Regions from separate parts of the Rattus norvegicus genome. Here all the other regions are linked to region 1. The links are chromatin contacts, called in public Hi-C maps. All regions are on one chromosome and are shown on one strand. Each heading gives the region's core, a stretch centred on a gene start, on an enhancer-like site or on the middle of the called end of the contact. The rest is flanking DNA. Distances are from core to core; before and after follow the strand shown.

Region 1 (4,334 bases), core at 486-2,985:
TACCTGCATGTCTGTATGGACACTACATATATGCAGTGGCCATGAAGGCCAGGAGAGGACATCAGATCCTCTGAAACTGGAGTTTCAGACCTACCCTTGTGACCCACCATGTGGCGTTTGCAAATCGGACCTGGGTCCCTTACAAGAGCAGCCAGTGCTCTTAACCACAGAGCTGCCTCCCCAGCCTCCACCACTTTGACAAAGAGAACCACGATACTTTTCAACCAAAAAGAAGAAAAACAGGAAACAGAAAAAGAATGGGAACACGCACAGTTTGATAGGGAAAATGGAGGTGAAAAAGACCAGAAACGCATTGGGAACATGGACAGAGGCCTGGACAGACCCTCAAAATACACACTAGGCACAGGAGAGCAGAGGCTCTGCTCTGTTTGTGGCAAAAAGGTAAGAAAATATGATGTTTTCTCCATGTTGCCTCAAAAGGGTGTCTTTTTAAGCTGTGTGTGTGTGACATTTGAAAAAAAAAAAAGGCAGAAAGATCCTGGGCTACGTAGTGAGTTCATCCTTGGCTACTTAGTGAGTTCAAGGCCAGGCTGGACTATGTGAGACCATACCTTGCTCAAACCAGAATAGAAAGTAGGAAGGGACTGTGTCCTGTGTGTGGGGGGCAGGAGCCAGGGAAGGGGGCTAGATACAACTCCAGGTTCCCCACAGCCATGGGATGAATCAGATTCTCTCTGTCCTTAGCTTCCTCTCTGTTTTTAATTTGAAAACATTTTAAAAGTTGCCTTAACACTTTCAAGGTAAAATTCTGGAGTTTGAGAATTAGCAATACCCACCTGTCATTGTGGCAACCACACTTACCTGGGCTCCCAGGGCGCTGGAGGTTGGAGGGATGGAGGCACCTGTGGAGAAAGTGTAGCTCCATGGATTGTGGGACCCGGTTTAATTCCCTAGCAAAGCTGTTACCATGAGTTTGTGGACAGAGGAGTAAAGGACACTTGCAGAGATAAGACAGGAGAAGCAAACTGCAGCGCTCCAAGCATCTCTGTCCTGTCTCCTGTCCTGTGGTCCACTTCATGCTGCCCCACGCCCGTGACTTAGAGCTTTAAGTAGGAAGATCACAGCTGGTTGTTTTCAATAGGAGCTCAGCAGGACAGAGCGATATAGGAGGTGGGTGCGATATGAAGCCATTCTCCACCTGCAAGCAGAAGGCTGGATAGTGCTTCTAGCTCAAACCCCAAACCTTCCCGTTATAGGTCTGGAGTGTTCTATGAAACTGACTGAAGCATCCTTTTCCGTGGATTGCCCAGGAGGATAGGGACTCACTATCCTCTTACTTTTTACCTTTTGTAAAGTCCCTCTTACTTTTACCTTTTGTATAGTCTTTTGGGATTTCCCAGAGGCACTTTAAACAAGATGCACAGGTCTTTTCTCTTCTGCTTTAGTTTGCTTTCTGATGCTAGAACAAAATACTGGAGGCGAGAACATTATCACGACAAAAAGGTTTATTTCAGCTTACAGTTTGAGATGTTGTCTGTAAACTCTTATAACAGCTTTGCTTGGGAACTGGGGTGGCTCTGGGATGGGCCTGGGCTCTAAGGTGGGGATGGCAGAATAGGGTGGGTTTAACATGAGTATGCAAGTGTGAGAGGCCAGGAGAGGAGAGGCTGAAGAGCTGGAGTTTGGTAATGGGTTTTACTACCAGCCTCAGACCATTACTTCCTGCTCCTGGGAAATATGAAAGGTACCACAAGGTGGCGCTCATCACAAAGTCTCTGACCAGGCACAGATCAGTCAAGGAAAGACTAGTTCTGGATTTGCAAAAGCAAGGCAGACAAAGGCGGTTAGACTCCCCCTAAAATTTGATTGGTACGATTCCTAGTTCAGCTGAGGCTGAAGAGTTGTCATCTTTAGGAGTGACCTTCAGTCTGGGAGTGTGTACAGACACAGATACATGTGTATATACACACTTATGCACTCAGACGCATCCTCTCATACTAATACATGTGCACATGCACACAGGGCACTAGAAGAGGGTAAGAGCCAGGCTGTGGTACCTCAAGTCATCCTGTGACTTTGTTCTAGTCCTCAAACTACAGGCCCATGGAGGGGTTGAGTTTCATGCAAAAGTTCCCCCCTTTCTATACACTTGCTGCTTATGCTGCTGGCCACCTCCCCGTCCATGGTCCCTGATTGTCCCACCAAGACACGTACCAAGGCTTCAGACAATAAGAACCACAGAGACTTTCCAGGGTCTAGTGTGTGGCCCTGAGGACACAGCAGGGAGGAAAAACAGTGCACTTGGGAGACGCATGTAGCCCGGAAGGAATTCAGACCTGATGGTTGGAAACATCTTCTGGAAACTCATTTAAACAGCACAGTGTTACTGTTTCCTCCTGTTAGCCTGTGGAGTGAGTGTCCTTTGGGTTTGGGAGTTTGTCTCATCTTGAAATACTAACTTCTGGTGTGTCTCAGACACTCCCACAGGGTCCCCTAATTCTTGTGGCCAGGTTCTTCCTTGAGACCTACGTGGTGTCTCTGGGGAGGACTACCTTTGTGAGGCTACCATTCCCGTGAGTGTATCCCTAACTTCCCCACACTGAGCACCTCTGACACGGTCAGAGTCTATGTCTGAGCTACTTGGCTCCACAGTCCATGGAGCTGAGAGGATCTGCTCTGAAGACCTGGGCCCACCTCACACTAACACCACACTGGTCTCTCACCTCAGTGAACAAAGCAGAACTGTGCAGCGAGTCCCCAGCCTTACCTATGAGTCTGCCTTTCACCACAGGGCTTCAAGGACACCACACAGGACCTGAGGGGCAGGTGGTCTTGGGTAGGACAAAGTGTGAGAGGTCAGAGACACCCAGGCATCACCTTGCATCACCAGGCATCAGAGCCAGCGGGACCTACAGGACTGCAGAGGCCCAGCTCTGAGCATGACCTCTGCTCTTGTTTTATCTCAGTCCTGAACTGTCCTCTGTGTCCCCACGGCTGTGGGATCAGGACCACATTTTAGCACGTGCCACAGAACTGGTCTCAGACGTGAGGCTTTGTTTCATTGCCAAACCGTTATGTAGTTAGAGAACTAAATTGTTCATGTTCCTAAATGTTTTACATGGTAAATGGTAGACGGCAAGGACAGGCGAATGCCTGCAGGAGACTGCCACCGCCTTGGTGGCACTGCAGTGAGGGAGTCCTCCAGTCTTAGGTAGACACTGAACTCTCTATGCAACAGTGGTTCAGGAAAAGAGTGGGTGACTTGGATGTGAGTAATCTGCTCTGTCTGATTCATGATCAGCTTTGTCCCATAGCACAGCCCACCATACTGTCTTTGGGTCTGTGGGAGTGTTGTTGTTGCTGTTGTTGTTGTTGTTGTTGGTGGTGGTGGTGGTGGTGATGGTGTTGTTGTTGCTGCTGTTGTTGTTGTTGGTGGTGATGGTGTTGTTGTTGGTGGTGATGGTGGTGTTGGGGTGTTGTTGCTGCTGCTGTTGTTGTTGTTGGTGGTGGTGGTGATGGTGTTGTTGTTGTTGGTGGTGGTGTTGGGGTGTTGTTGCTGCTGCTGTTGTTGTTGTTGTTGGTGGTGGTGGTGGTTATGGTGTTGTTGTTGTTGTTGTTGTTGGTGATGGTGTTGTTGTTGTTGGTGGTGGTGATGGTGGTGTTGGGGTGTTGTTGCTGCTGCTGTTGTTGTTGTTGGTGGTGGTGGTGATGGGGTGTTGTTGCTGCTGCTGTTGTTGTTGTTGGTGGTGGTGGTGATGGTGGTGGGGGTGGTGATGGTGGTTATTGCTGCTGTTTTGACTGCTCCTGGCTGAGCCATTAGTTCCAGTCTGGGCCATAGGTGCAGGGCCCATGAGCAACTGAGTGAGCTGGGGACATCTGCATTCTGACCTCTTCATTGTGTCCTGTCTCCTTCCATTCCCTGTCTTCTCCTTGGCACCTTGGCCACGATGCCTAGTCTTCCAAACACAGAGGGCAGTCAGCAAATGGATCCCTGCTCATCAGCCTCAGGAGCAGCCATGAGGAAAGGCAGTGGTCTGTGGCTGGAGCACACAACTCTTCAGTCACAGGCTGAAGTGGAGTGGAGGGGCTGTGGGGATAGAAAATGCAGGCTGAGGTGTTCAGGAACTGCCCTGTGTGGCCAGTCCAACCGAAGAGCCTGCTTTATCTTTAAGAAGACTGCCTTTCTTTTAGCCACACATACTAGGCCTGACCTTTAGACCAGCTTGATAGGATAACTGAGCTCTTGTCCAGTCATCAGGACCCACCAGCTCCTAGCCTTCACTCTGGACTCCTTTGTTTAATAAGACTCCAATGTCTCTTTGTTCTCTGAACTTCTAAGAGACCTCCCTGGCCTCTGTCTGTCCTGGATGACA
Region 2 (4,334 bases), core at 1,104-3,603, 340 kb after region 1:
ACTCAAGCACACATTCTTGTGAAGGACTGCTTAGCTTCCAATGACGAGTTCCTTGACCTCTCAGTCTGAAGCTAAGACAGCCCTTCCTTATACCAGGGAACAGTTTGCTATCTGTCTTCTTCGTTTTCCTCTGTGGTTCGTATTTGGCAAGACTGATGTGTCCAACAGGTGTGTCCCGTCTGACCTTCGACATCAAGGCACATGGCTAGAGCATTCTATTATGGTGGATGGGAAGGGAGGTGAAGGGAATGTGTCTAACCAGCATAAAAAAAATAAAATTTGGAGTGCCATTGCTGCATGGGAGGGAGGGAGGGGGATAGGGCAGGACACAAGGAGGCCAATGTTGATTCATCTTGTTGGAACCAACACTCCCTGAATACCACCAAAAAGGCAGAGAATTCTCCAGGATCCCATCCACAAAAGGTCATCATGAAACTGATCAAGGGATTTTAAAAACAAGGTAGCCACGGATCTGCTATCCTTGAAATCATGAATTGCCTGCCTTTTTATATTTCTTTGGAAATAGTATAAGTCCGACTTTCTATCAAAAGCAATATCAAAAGAAGATACCTTCCCCGGGAGTGTCGGCTTTGTAGGTTAGGAAATAAACCCTGACAGACGCATAACCCAAACATCTCTGGAAATGAGGATTCTGCTGTAGACACAGTCGCAGTCACCGTGAGAATTCACTCAGGATACAGCTAGAATTATCACTCTCAGGAATGCTAATGATATGTTGTTAGCGGTATTGGAGTGCTGAAGTCCATCCTGTGGGGAAGGGGTCACTGGCATCAATCACGTCTCAGAGTTTACTTCAGTACGCATGAGGCAGGAGCATGGGAAAGCCACAGGGATGCGCTGCCAGAACTCACAGGTGCCTCACATCGTCTTGATAAATCTCTCTTCACAGAAGGGATTTCAGGAGGGAAGTAGGAAGTCTTGGTGTAGGCCATATGGAGGCGTGCGGTCCAGACCTACAATTAAGTTGAGATAGCGGTTGAAATTGATGGACCAGAGCAGCCTGGACTTGTGAGTTTGGACAGAGAGAATGTCAAAGCAGGTGATCAAAGGACAGGCACCCTAAAGCTATTGGCTTTGGGTCCAGCACAGAAGCCAGATGAGGGGTTTTGTTGATGTGGAAGTACAGGGCTTGACTCTTGTGAGGACAGTGATGGGAGTAGGGGTTGGAATGGGACATCTCAACTGACTCCTCCTGCCACTTGAGTTGACAGAGCAGAACCCCAGCTGAACTCCAGGATCTGGATGGAAGCGATGTGGATTTAAGAAAGGAGATGGTGGGTGCTGAGTGGGTCTGTGGCCCAGTCTAGGCATCCCTATTCCCCATTTGCCCTCTCCATCCTCTAAGATCCCAGCCTCTATGCTTACAGCTCCCTCATTAGCGGTGTGTGTGTGTGTGTGTGTGTGTGTGTGTGTGTGTGTGTGTGTGGCATCTAACATCAGGAAGCCTTATGCTTTGGAAGGACACAAGTCTTCAGAAAGATGCATGTAGGGGATGGCCTCCACAAAGGTACTAGGAAAAATGTTCCTACGTTCCTTATACTCCTGGGTGCTTCATACCAACCTCTACCCTTCAAGATCACACGCCATTTCTGTCTCCCGTTTCTCTTGTAAGGTCACCAGGCATTGGAGATCCTTAACTTGCTTGTCCCTGCAAAGACCCTTCATTCAAAGAATGCAATAAAACCCCAGAAGAAACAAGGTATTAACAGCTCAGGAAAATATTAGGAAAAAAAGCCTCAAAATGCGCCGGACTTTAACTCACTGTTTTTGAACAAGTTGAGTCTTGTCTGTTTAACAGACGAGAGCACATCCCTGGATCAAGCTGAGGCTTCCTGGAAATGGTTTGACTTAAACAAACCCAGGTTCAGGTTATGAGATCTATGGAGGCTCCTGAATCGGCACTCGGAGACCAGAGCAACCAGCGGCCGTTCTGCCCCTTCAGACAGACTTCTTTGAAATCCATCCCACTTGTCACAACCCTTCCCTACCTCTGGCTATTTTCCACTTCTCTGTAACCACTTCAGTCAAACTGCCCTCCAGGGGATGAAGTTGGAAGCCTCGAATCTGGGTTGTGCCCCTAATGGTGTACAGGACACTACGGTGACTCAGAGAGGAAAATGCATGACCACAGTGCCGAATCAACCACTTCATGGCTGTTTTCCTGAACCTCTGGGGTGATCTGGAAGCTATCTGAAGGGCCTGTCTTTTGAAAGAAGCCTGTGTGACATCACCAGGGACATGATTTTCCAACAGATGTGTACACCAGCATCATCTGTGGACTTATAAAAGCTACTGCATCCAGGCTCTCCCCAACCTATTAAGCCAGAGCTGCCACGTGAACTTGAGTTTGTTTCTCTGTTTCCATGTGAGAGGGTGACTCACTTTTACTGAGAGTCCTTGACTACATTGAAGTTGAGAGTAACCAACAAGAACACAGCGAGGCCCTGGGAGGTCAGATACTTTTCTAGGCTTTTGTCCCTACATGAATCTAATTTTTTTGTTGTTCCGTGTATTGAAGAACAGAGCCCATTCCTCCATTTGTTTTGGGCCAGCATGACAATGAACAGAGTCCAGATATGTTGTCTTGTTGAAGGTCAACATTCCGGATGGGCCAAGCTGCTTCCTCTCTAGTCGTATTTTGGGGGAGACACCCTGTAAGGTTCAGTGTTATTCTCTGAGAGCAGCAGCTTGCCCCGCCCTCAGGATACATTCCAGCCATTCCCGTGTGCTCTGTGCGTCTAATGCACACTGCTGGACCATCGATCTAACAACCATCCTCAGCCTCTGCTCGAAGAACTCCAGTAGAAAGCCATGGCCACTGCCGTGGCGGGAAGTTTGGGCAGCAAATCCATTTCGATCTCATTCTGAAGCTCAATGCTGAATGGCTGGCTGCCGGAGTCAGGTGTCCACCTCTGACGAACACCTCCAGTCCTGGCTGTTGTACGTGAAGACATCTTGGGAACACACAGAGAGAACAGCTTCTGGGACACATCAGACTCATAGCACCCTGCAAGTTTAAATCCCCACGTGCCTTTGGGACGGAGCATACCTGGCTGTTGCCAGATACCTGGGGGGTGGAGCTTAGACAGAATACCAATCCCCACATCTGCAGCTGGAGCTCACCGCCAACCCCATCCTGCCACAGGGCCATAAGTGGAGCCACTCACATGGCCCAGGGGAGGGCTGCTTTCAGCCTCTCGAGAAGAATCACTCCTGTGACTGTGAGGTTGTCTCTGCTCTGCAGGATACCAGGTTTTCAACAACGTGGGAGCTGTGTGGGGCTTACAGGGAACACTTGAAAATTGCAAAATCTAACCTGTTTCCGGATGTGAGCTGTTGCAGATATGCTGCTCATTTCTGCCCAACTGCCACTAGCTGTTCTACCTGATGAGTCCCACTACCTAACTGCAGGCTGCGGTTCTCCGTGCTCGCCCTCCAGCCAACCACCCTGCACCGGAAGCTGCATGGCTCCTTCCTCCTAGCCTCCACCCACCCTGATGGGTCCAACCACACCTGCAGACAAGCCCCTTCGTGCAGTGTTCTCAGGGGGAGCTCTTCCTACAAAATAAGTCAGCCTCATCACCAAACTGTGGATTCCAAAGCCAGGCTTGTGCTTTCAAGTGTTCCCTGTACCCTTACAGGAGGTTTACAGGCTTACACTCTGTAGAGAATGGAAGGACAGCTTCACCATCACAGGACAACGCAGCAGATCAGAGCCCTTCTTGAATGTTGTTGATGCTGGTCTGGTTAGTAATGGAATGCACCGTGAAACTCGAGTTAGAAACAAAGGGGGAAAGTCCACTTCCAAATGACTACAGCCCAGCACTGAGGATTCCCCTTCGCATTGGAGGACGTTTTCCAGGGTTGGTTATTATCCACAGATTCTCTCTGGAATATGTTCCAGTCTTAATAAGGAGATGTCCTTCTCAGGGACGCCCTTGTGTTTTAAATCTGGGACTTGGCCTCCACAAAACCGAAGGGATTTTCCACTGGAGACTTCTGGACAAAACTTGGAACCTGAGAGTCTGTCCTCACTCCCCAAATTCTGCCCCTCGCAACAACGCTACCCCTGAACTCGTGTTTATAGCAGTGCTCTGAAAGCCAGCCTGTAGAATAGATGCTCACTTCAGGGTCCTGTTTGCACGAGACACTATTGTATACAGGAGCCCAGCTATGCTAGAGAAGTCTGTGACATTGGGCTGATTTATGTAACTCAAAGTCTCCAAGAAGTAAAATGTGTTTTAAATTGCACACTGTCTTCTGCCAAAGCACGCTGCCTCGATGTCTCGTAATGCTATAATTAGAAGGTAACC
Region 3 (4,334 bases), core at 1,183-3,682, 320 kb after region 1:
TGCAGGAAGAATTGTCCCATAGCCCCATCCAAATGGGACACACTCCCAAGCCTTCCTTTTCCTCTAACTACCAGAACGTTAACTTCATCGCTAAAGAATCAAAATATTTAAAAGATACTTTGCCCAATTAATGCGGTGACACACAGACAGAAGTGTTTGTGGGGCTTTCGGCTTTCCTTAATTAAAGATCTCCATGGAGAAATAAACAAATACGCTCCTCTCGGGCGACGCTGAGATAAGAGGTAGAGAATGCAGTCGCCAACTAAGGTACGGGAGCCTCTGCGTGCCGGCAGCGTGATTAATTTAGGGAATAACCTGGTCTTCCTGGGTGATCCCAGGCAGGTCCCGGAGCCTCGATTGACTTGTCCAGGCTGTAAAATCTTGCAGGGATGTTAAGATCAGTCAAGGAATGCCTATAAAGTGCTTTGAACTCTTAGAGTTAGACATTAAATAAATACCCAGTGTTATTAGAACTCCACTGGGGCCCTCGAATGTTCGAAATGGGACTTTATTATAAATACCCTCTGAAGTTTGCCAAAAATAAATTGAATGGGTAAAGTCAACATACTTGGCTGTAACTTAATCCAGCTTGGCTTATTTGCCAGAACTTGGCATCATGACGCATGAATAGAAACGTCTGGAGGCAGCATGAAAGGATTCATTGTAAAGGCAACCGCTGCGCTGGACTTCCATATCTTCATGCATTTGTTCCAGGCTCTAAATGGCTGAGTGAGAGGGGAAAACAAAAATTACAAAACAAAAATAAGGACCGGAAAGAAAGCCTCTTTGCGCTTTTCTGCAATGAACTTAGCGAAGGCAAATTGGTTTCAAGGTCACCAAACCAATCCACTGACTGATGGAGGGAAACCAAGGTTCTCCTGTTTTAACTCAGGAGGCAAGAGGCAGGGCAGCGCTCTGCCGCCTTTGTGAGGGCAGCGATATCATCTCTGAGCAGAGACGTCTGCACCTGCAATCGCATTGGATGTGTTTTAAGTCTGGCATCTTGTAAGGGAATCGTGGTTTTCCTCGAGTTTAATGGAAGATTAGAACGGCGGAGCTGGGAATGCTGCTCTGCTTTGACCTGGCGTTTTCATGAGGAAACAGCATGAAGCCCACATTCGGCGGATGTCAAGAGACCAGGCAAGAGCTAGAGGTGAAGTTTCTGAAGACTGACTTCACTTCAGCCTTTTGTGAATAGGCTTGTGTGTGCACATGAGTGTGTGCTGGTGTGTGTGCATATGTTAGAAGAGTCAAGATTGGGTGTCATTCCTCAGGTGCCGCCCACAGTCTCTCCCTGAATCGGAAGCTCAGTGGTCAGACTAGAGTGGTTGGCCCGCAAGTCCTAGAGATCTAGCTGTCCCTGCTTCCCACTGCTGAGGTTACAAGTCTGTGCTGCCATGCTAGGCCTTTTCACATGAGTCCTGGGACACAAAATCCAGTTTTCTTTCTTGTAAAACTGAGCCATCTCCACAACCATGAGTCAAACTATCCATGTTTCTATTTCCCAATCTACAGAATACTCATCTACAGGTAACCATGTTTTAAAAGGCGTTGCCCATAAGACTATATACAAAGTAACACATCCCTGAAAAACAGCCCCAAAGTGACAGTAAAACCCTGAGCCCCAGGAAAGAACTGTTTGGGAAAGACTTAGCTTCCAGTCAGCCTGAAGTCTGAGTTTCCCGTCACCCTCTTCCAGGAAAAGGAAAGTGACTGCATGCTGGCAGGTGCCCCTGGATGTTTTCAGCAGCAGACTTCGTCATGTGTGCCAGGGTTTAGATTCAGCACGTCTCAGGTTCACATCCAAGCAAGTGTTTAGGGTGGGTCCGAGATATGTTTAGTGCGATATTCGATCTGCCAGCGATGGACAGCGGTTGCCGAGAAGAGCCTTCTAGACTAAATGAATTGCATATTTTCTCTAGAGACATAAACAGGGGATGAATAGAATATTGTTCAATAGAGCATCACATGGGCACGGGTGGGTGGGGGACCTCAACACACTCTCTTTCCACAAAAGGAGCAGGCCGTCCAGATCTGCTGAGACCGGTATGGAAAAATAACAGCATCTGGCTGGGCCTGAGGAAGAGGCAGGCATTGGATACAATGATGCAAACGGATCAGCCGCATAGCCTGTACCCTCTGTAGTCATCAGCCAGTGCCTCAGAAGACCAGGCAGAACTGCAGAGCTAAGAGCTGGGAGCATGTGGCTCATGGTGAACGGCTTCCAGAAAAGCTACTTCAGAGTCTGAGGAGAAAGGTGACATATTCATCTGCTCACGAGACAGCGTCTGTCAGACCTTGGAGTCGTCTGGAAGCTACTGCCGCTGGGGAACTATGGCCATGCATTCTGAGTTCTGAAGTTGACCCTGGCTCTGGCCTGGCATTGCTATTGCCTTTTGGAAAGAGACTTGGGAGAGGGCTGAGTCACCCCTACTGCATACAGCAGAGAAGAGGAGGCCTTGTTAAGCCTGAGGCCTGCCCGGGAGGGAACTGGTCTGTCTTGAAGTGGGTGCATCTCTAAAGGCCAGTCATATTACAGTGTTGCCTGAGGGCTCTCTGGGGACCAATGAGATTGTGCACCCACAATCCTTAGCACTAGGCCCTGCTGGCAACCGGAAGTATCTCCAGTCACATACGCAGAAGTCCCCTCAGCCCTGTTGGCCTCATTCAGGAGTCCCTGCACAAGATGGCATGGGCCTTGGGTAGAAAGCGCTACCGACAAGAAGAGCCCCTTGTCCATTAGAATTAGGTCAGGCAACTATTGCCAGTTATAGCTTATCAGAGCCCACACATCCTGTGCTAGTCACAAACTCCTGAGCCACTGTCCCTTCCTTGGATGAGCTGGGCTTTCCTAAGAGAATCTTGCCCTCTGAATTTCCCTAGGCTCATCAAGAAACCACCTCAGCCTCACCCCCTTTCCACCCTGGGTGAAACTATTTCTATGATAGACACCCACTCATTTCCTCCTGCTCCTTTACCAGGGTTGGGGTCAAGATGTGCCTGTCTTTAGCTCAATTCCTGAGCAATATGGCAAGGAGAACCAGGCATGCGTTCCTCCCTGGGGTGGTGAGTTGAAGCAGGAATTGCTGTCAATAGTCACACACAACACATATATTAATACAAAGACACTCGCATTTGCACATGGGTACATTAAATCCATATAGACTCACACGCATAGACTCACACGTATGTGGACTTGTACAGAGAACACACTCAGAGGTAAACTTTAACACTGCACACTGACAGCATAGGCTCACCACCCACACCCCTGTACCTGGAAGGTGGCTAAGGGCATTCAATCCTCAGTCCAGAGGGGCAGGCTTGCCATCGCATGGTACTACGAGGGTCTGTCGAATGAGAAATCAAATCTCCTATATGCTTCCTGCATTTGTTCCTGGATTCTTGGCACCCTGAAGAAGAGCAAAGAAACAAACGTCCCCAGTCCAACCACACCCTGCCCAGCAGGCTGCAAAGGATCTCCACAGGCTAGCAGGCAGCGTTCCAACCAGTTGCCAAAATCTTCCTCACGTTCCAACTCATGTGGAAGAGCTCAAGCATCCCGATGTTCTCTGACCCGCCTTCATTCGGTTAAAAGGAAACTAGCAGGAACATCCTTTGGTCCATCATCTGCACAGCTGGGCCATTTCCACTTTAAACACCTGCTTGACAGCTGCAGATCTCACCATTCCTCTCTCTCCGATGACACCAGCAGGCCATTCACCCCCTCCATGTCAGGATGTACATGGCTGGTTCCAAGATGGCGCCCCCATGCTCCAGGGCAGATCCTCAGGCTTCTAAGCATGTTTACGGGTCTTGCCTAGCCTTCTCACCACCAGCACCTCAGGGTGGACAGTCTATTGAGTATCTTACACCCTCTGCACTGCAGCCAGAGCAAATTCCAGATGCCCCTGCTTCCTATTCATCACAGTTGTGAAGAGGAAAGGCTACCTGGAAGCTGCCCTCCCTGGCAGCCCAAGTGTGGCTGCTCCCCCCCAGGTCCTGCCCACATCCTCGCTCAGCACTGAAGAGCAAACTTAAGGGTCCTTTGGCGAGTCAGTTGTGTTGCATGGTGTTTTGTTGGGGCAAACACGTAAAAGGAGTGTTTTCGTGACGTGGACACAGGTGAAAGGCTAAGGCAGACTCTCGAAGGAATGTTTCACTGAAGCAGACACAGGTGAAAGGGTGTTCTACTAAAGCAAGCACGTGAAAAGACACGTGATGAAGGATTCTTGGCTAATGACATGTATGTATGTACTGGTCCGCCTTACATTGCACAACTGAGCTCCGTTTGTTGGGACTCCATAGAGAGAAATGCACCACAAAACTTCTGGTGG

What was found. A called contact is a pair of places that touch in the nucleus more often than the background predicts.
Region 2: a Hi-C map of the A7r5 cell line shows a contact between it and region 1, with 7 times the contacts expected there. The contact joins two enhancer-like sites. A contact is called at or near these places in 7 of 12 Hi-C or Micro-C datasets (the A7r5 cell line, Schwann cells, frontal cortex and 3 more).
Region 3: a Hi-C map of the A7r5 cell line shows a contact between it and region 1, with 4 times the contacts expected there. The contact joins two enhancer-like sites. A contact is called at or near these places in 2 of 12 Hi-C or Micro-C datasets (the A7r5 cell line and Schwann cells).

What each region holds. Positions count from the first base shown.
Region 1 is chr9:98,637,777-98,642,110 of GRCr8, reverse strand. No RefSeq gene overlaps it. Among named protein-coding and RNA genes, the nearest start is that of Cops8, 15 kb to the left of the region's middle. Within about 2 kb of position 1,735, at least 8 of the 93 cell types and tissues checked have an H3K27ac peak or open chromatin away from gene starts, as enhancers often do. A contact at or near this core is called in the A7r5 cell line, where this site is marked.
Region 2 is chr9:98,299,545-98,303,878 of GRCr8, reverse strand. It overlaps LOC102555030 (a long non-coding RNA gene), which reads right to left. Exons shown (of 2, transcript XR_005489311.1): 2 at 1-974. Among named protein-coding and RNA genes, the nearest start is that of Ackr3, 54 kb to the right of the region's middle. Within about 2 kb of position 2,353, at least 10 of the 93 cell types and tissues checked have an H3K27ac peak or open chromatin away from gene starts, as enhancers often do. A contact at or near this core is called in the A7r5 cell line, where this site is marked.
Region 3 is chr9:98,317,354-98,321,687 of GRCr8, reverse strand. No RefSeq gene overlaps it. Among named protein-coding and RNA genes, the nearest start is that of Ackr3, 72 kb to the right of the region's middle. Within about 2 kb of position 2,432, at least 8 of the 93 cell types and tissues checked have an H3K27ac peak or open chromatin away from gene starts, as enhancers often do. A contact at or near this core is called in the A7r5 cell line, where this site is marked.